Linked DNA regions of Rattus norvegicus: region 1 is linked to region 2. The links are chromatin contacts, called in public Hi-C maps. All regions are on one chromosome and are shown on one strand. The core of a region is the stretch at or near the end of the contact, and the rest is flanking DNA. Distances in the headings are between cores, read along the strand shown. Region 1 overlaps Pakap (paralemmin A kinase anchor protein). Region 2 has its middle 43 kb from the start of Pakap.

What was found. Hi-C and Micro-C count contacts between places; a contact is called where the count stands out from the background.
Region 1: a contact with region 2 is called in a Hi-C map of the Rat2 cell line, with 2.6 times the contacts expected there. The contact joins two enhancer-like sites. A contact is called at or near these places in 2 of 12 Hi-C or Micro-C datasets (the Rat2 cell line and liver).

The regions. Positions count from the first base shown.
Region 1 is chr5:77,429,496-77,432,195 of GRCr8, forward strand. It overlaps Pakap (paralemmin A kinase anchor protein), which reads left to right. Exons shown (of 5, transcript NM_001309260.1): 3 at 463-641. Among named protein-coding and RNA genes, the nearest start is that of Pakap, 31 kb to the left of the region's middle. Within about 2 kb of position 1,361, at least 11 of the 93 cell types and tissues checked have an H3K27ac peak or open chromatin away from gene starts, as enhancers often do.
Region 2 is chr5:77,355,338-77,358,037 of GRCr8, forward strand. It overlaps a transcript of Pakap not described here. Among named protein-coding and RNA genes, the nearest start is that of Pakap, 43 kb to the right of the region's middle. Within about 2 kb of position 1,339, at least 3 of the 93 cell types and tissues checked have an H3K27ac peak or open chromatin away from gene starts, as enhancers often do.

The DNA.
Region 1 (2,700 bases), core at 111-2,610, 74 kb after region 2:
TGGGAGTGCTGGGGACCGTTGTTGGCTTCAGGTGGCCTTTGTAGAATCTCAGTTTCCTCACCTGTGAGAAGTTGGACTCCACAGTGCTGCAACTCTGACAGCTTTATGATACGATCTGAGAGAATTAGTCTCCACTACCATGGAACTAATGTCTGTCTGTCTGTCTGTCTGTCTGTCTGTCTGTCTGTCTTTCTGTCTGTCTGCCTGCCTGACATGTTGCAAAGTGCCTGCCAGGGTATTTGAGTGAACTGGTTCTTTAGCTCTGGTGTCGCTGAGGTGTGCGTTGAACAGGCTTTTGCACTCTGTTCCTGTAACGAAACCCTGTGACTTAACCATGACTCTGCTCTGCCCTTGATTTTGCAAGTGTGTGTGCATGCGAGTGCGACAGTTTTTCCTCCTCCTAAAAGCAGTGCGTGCTGAGCAGATGAGCTTAGAAAGGGTGTTCTCTTCGTGTTGTTTCAGGGAAAATAGAGAAAGTCAAACCTCCTCCATCCCCCACAACTGAAGGTCCCAGCTTGCAGCCTGACTTAGCCCCTGAAGAGGCTGCCGGAGCCCAGCGGCCCAAGAACCTGATGCAGACCCTCATGGAAGACTATGAGACACACAAATCTAAAAGGCGCGAGAGAATGGATGATAGTAGTGTAAGTTTTTCCTCCTTTCCTTTCTCTTTTCTGAGGGTGACCTTCCGTGTGGCGTGCCTGTGTCCTGGTTCAGACCTGGATGTGTGTGTGATGTATCTGCCTGTCTTGCCTCATGACTCTGAAACCTACTTTCAAACGAGTGGTTTGATGTGCCTTGGGGAACGAAGTATCTATTGTCAAGAGCTGGTTGTTTGACACCTAAGCCAAGCTTGAGGTGGTGGGCAAGGCTGGTCCATGAGATGGGGTTTGGGGGTGGGGGAGGAAGATGATGTGCCCGGGCAATACAGCAGAGAGTGCGCTCACTCTGGAAGTGCCCTCAGGTGTCAACATCTACACTGTGATCAATCCTTGTCTGCTCAAGAGACTAAGTCTGTCTAGGGTTCTTTGTGTGCATAGTTGGACAGGAAAGACACATTTTAAACGACAGCTAAAAGCCACACAACGAACCCTCTCCCTTCAACCCTCCTAACTCTATCCAGGTTGGTTGTGTGCCCCATGAAAGGAAGTCGTCTGCTGTGGTTTCCTTGTCCAGTAAGAGATTTAAGAGGTGTTCTGAATGGTCCCTGCAAGCCTCGGGGGGCAGCCCCAGGTTATGTGCAAACAGCCTAGAGTCTCTGGCATTAGTCTTTTCTCTTTTACCAAAGTACACTCCCCCATTACACTCAGGTCAAAAATAGCTTGGATTGGTAAACTACGTAGTTTCTGCCTGTTGGCCTGTGTGTTTATGACAGCATCACTCTTCCAAGTTTGGAAAGGCTATGCAGTTACCCTCAGTTCAAATGCTCCAAGGTTCACAGTAGGAAGTCCCTGCCAACTCAGTGACTTTCATGTCCTGGCTGGATAATCCCAAGTTAGAGTTTCCCGGGATGAATGCCAGATGCTGAAGTTAGAGGGATAAGGAAGACACACACACACACACACACACACACACACACACACACACACACACACACCTCTTCTTAATCATGAAGGAACGTTCACTTAACTCTGCTGTGAGGCCAAGGGCTTCTCTGTGGATGGAGCCCTGGCCTAGGTAGCTGCTGCAGACAGTTCTACTGGGTTCCCTGGGCAGTGCCAGCAGTAGCTTAATGTCTACTAAATCACGTTAGCAGCCCCTTTGGGGTGTAGAGTCCCCCTTTAGGTTTTGTTAGTTGCAGTCTGAAGTGCAGTCGAAGCATATGGTTTTCTTCTCTCCCCTTGATTCAACAGTGACTCTCAGCAGCTTTGCTGAACTCTAGCCGAAGAGCCATGGCCATTCAGTCGTGCCCCACGTAAATGCTTTCCAAGTGCATTCTGTGTTGGTTGTGTGTGCTTTTTTGCACTGGAGTGCAGATGTTAAGGGGGGGGGGTAACTTCCAGGCCTGGTGTACAGGCCTGTAATTCTGGACACAGGGAAGCTGAAGTAGGAAGATAATATGGTCAAAGCTGCCTGGGACATAGTGGAAGGAGGCACTCATGTCATGGGCAGAAAACTCAGGAATGCCACTCTGACACTCAGGAATGCCAACCAGGCCCAGTTTTCTCCAAGTGCTAATGGCTTCTTGTTTCTATTTCACCCAAGTAAATAAACATGTTGGCTAAGGAAGAAACCTACTAGTAAATCAATTTGTTTTTATTTTTATTTGAAGGATGGGTATTTTGAACTTTTCCTAGAATCACCATAGAACAAAATCTGCCAATTGCTGAAGAGCTTTAGAGATAGGACAAACTCCAATCCCCTATATCCCTACCCACACCTTTCCAATAGAGACCTAAATCTCAAAATCCCACACTCATATTGCTCCTTGAGAAATTATATGGACAGAAATGATTCCAAGCCACCTGCTAGCCTGTCTCCCAGCCCTTTTAATATAGGGTTCCACGGCTCTGTGTAGAGAACAAGCTTCGTTTCCCCCAGCTGTCCCTAGCCCTGTCTCCATTTCCCCTGTCTCTGATACCAGAAGGATAAGAAGAAGAGGATGGGTTGCTTGGTGGTGGTTATGGAGTTGGCCTCCCCATCCCTAAAAGCTAAAAGTGGTTGTCTTCAGGCCATGCAATTATGGTCTCCTGAGCCATTCGT
Region 2 (2,700 bases), core at 89-2,588:
CACTGCTGAGCCTTGATTTCTACTTATAAAGTTTTAAAAGATGTTTTACGTTTTATTGTATTATGTTTTGAAATTTTATTTACTTTTATTTGTATGGGTGTTTTGCCTGCATGTCTGAGTATAGCAGTCTCCTGGGACTGGAGTTGTAGACAGTTGTACTGCCCCGTTGAGTGATGAGAATTGAACCTGGGTCCTCTGGAAGAGCAGCTAATAGTCATAACCACAAAGCCATCTCTCCAGCCTTATTTTTTTATTTTAAGTGTGTGTGTGGGTGTGTGTGTGCGTGTGCACATGAATACATTGCCCTAAGAAGCCAGAAGAAGGCATTGGATCTCTGGAGCTGGAGTTACAGTGATCAGCGCCCCCCCCCCCCCCCCCGCCCGCCCGCTACCCCAATGCAAGTGCTAGGAAGTAAACTTGGAAGATAAAACTTGGGAATAAACTTGAGTCCTCTGGAGATCAATAGCTGTTCTCATCTTTCCAACCACACTTGTAAATTTTTCTGTCTTTTATATTATCTTAAGCTAGGGACACTTGATGAAATAGCTGTGATGTTCAGTGGTCATGAGCTGTAAGAGAAAGTCTAGAAAGGGTACAACATTGGAAAAGGTTCATGATATGAGAACTGAATGGCACTGGGGACCCTGAATTGGCCCATGTGGTGTGGGGTCTACAATTTGGGAACTAGAATCTGCTCAAGAGTGAAGCTGGCTTTGTTTTTTGTTTTTGTTTGTTTTGTTTTGTTTTTATTTTGTTTTTGTATTGTTTGTTCTGTTTTAAGGAAATAGTCACTGAATAAAAACAAGAGAGCATTATGTTTACAATATTTTCTAATTTTATAATTAATCTATTGAGACAGGGTCTCATATATCCCAGGCTAACTTCTAACTCATTATGTAGCCAAGGTGACCTTGGATTTATGATCCTCCTGCCTCCACTTCCTCAGTGCTGGGATTACAGATGTATATATCATCCTATCTTGGTACATGAGAAACCAGGGACTGAGCCCAGGGCTTCATGCTGGGCAAAGACTGCCGATTGAACGACTCCCTGGTAAAATTCTAATTTTTAGAATTGTAAATAGGTAGGTAAAAATATTACTGTGAGAAATGCAATGTTCTCCTGTCCTAGTTGGGATTTCCATTGCAGTGAAGAGACACCATGACCACAGCAACTCCTGTAAAGGAAAACATTTAACTGGGGTTCAGAGGTTTCATCCATTGTCATCATGACAAGAAGCATGGCAGTATGCAGGCAAACAGTGCTGGAGAGGAATCTGAGAGTTCTATATCTGCATCCACAGGCAGAAGGAAGTGAATGGCACACTGGGTGTGGCTTGAGCATGCGGGACCTCAGAGCCCACCCCCGAGTGACACACTTTCTCCAACAAGGCCTTTCTCCTAATAGTACCACTAGCTATGGGGCCATTTTTATTCAAACCACCACATCTCCTGAGCACCAGCAAAGCTATCAGATCATCATGGGAAGACACTGGGGTCATCGCTGTCCTATGCCGCACCAGTGCTGTTCTCCTGAGGAGATAGGTCATTCCAATCTGCTGCGGCAAACAGAGCTCAGCCTGCTTAGATTAGCTGTCCTCCTCCATGCACATTCCATGGATGTGAAGCATCAGGCTGGCTCCTCCAAGTGTCTGTGGTCTGACTCAGATGTTTACGTGATCTGTTCCTTCCCTGACTCTGAAAAGTGCTTGCCCACTATCACAGGTAGATTTAAACACACAAACAAAAAGAGCTAGGCATGGTGTCAGAGGCCTGCAGTCAAGCACTCAAGGGCCTGGGGCAGGAGGATAGGAGGATGCTACCTCTGAAGTCATCCTGGGCTGCGTAGCAAAACTCTGTGTCAGAACAAAATAAAAGAACAGCAACAAAAACAGTGTAAAGATAATGGTGAAGAGAAAGCTCAGCCCGGAGTTTTGCCACTTTGTGGAGAACTTTATTTTTATTTTTTTATTTTTTTTTGGTTCTTTTTTTTGGAGCTGGGGACCGAACCCAGGGCCTTGCGCTTCCTAGGCAAGCGCTCTACCACTGAGCTAAATCCCCAGCCCCTTGTGGAGAACTTTAAAAGATGGCTCTCATTCGTGAGTTATTGTTTGTCGTGCTTGGTATGTGCTCTTTTCTCAAAATTATATCTGTTCTAATTTTAAAGTCAATCTATTGAGACAGGGTTTCATATACCTCAGGCTAACCTCATTATGTAGCCAAGGATGACCTTGGATTTATGGTCCTCCTGCCTCCACTTCCTCAGTGCTGGGATTACAGGTGCATATGATCATCCTATCTTGGTACATGAGAAACCAGGGACTATCTATTTATTTACTTATTTATTTAGTGTGTGTACGTGTTCTTTAATGGCTACACACACGTCCACTGGCGTTTAGTCAGGTGGTCTATATTAGGGGTGATTTAATAGCTTCTTGTTCATTCTTTTACGTCTTTATTTAATTAGTGTGGGAGGTGTACATGTGCTACCTACCCTATATGGGTGGAGGTCAGAGGTCAACACTTGGGGATCAGTCCTTTTCACTTTCATATGGATCTGGGGTTTCAAATGCTGATCTCAGGCTTTCAAGGGAAGCACTCTACCCTCTGCCCTATCTTAATTGTGCCCTCGTTTATTTAATTTTGGAGGAACTGGTGGTTGAACCTAGGGCATCACACATGCCACGTGCCTGCTGCTCTC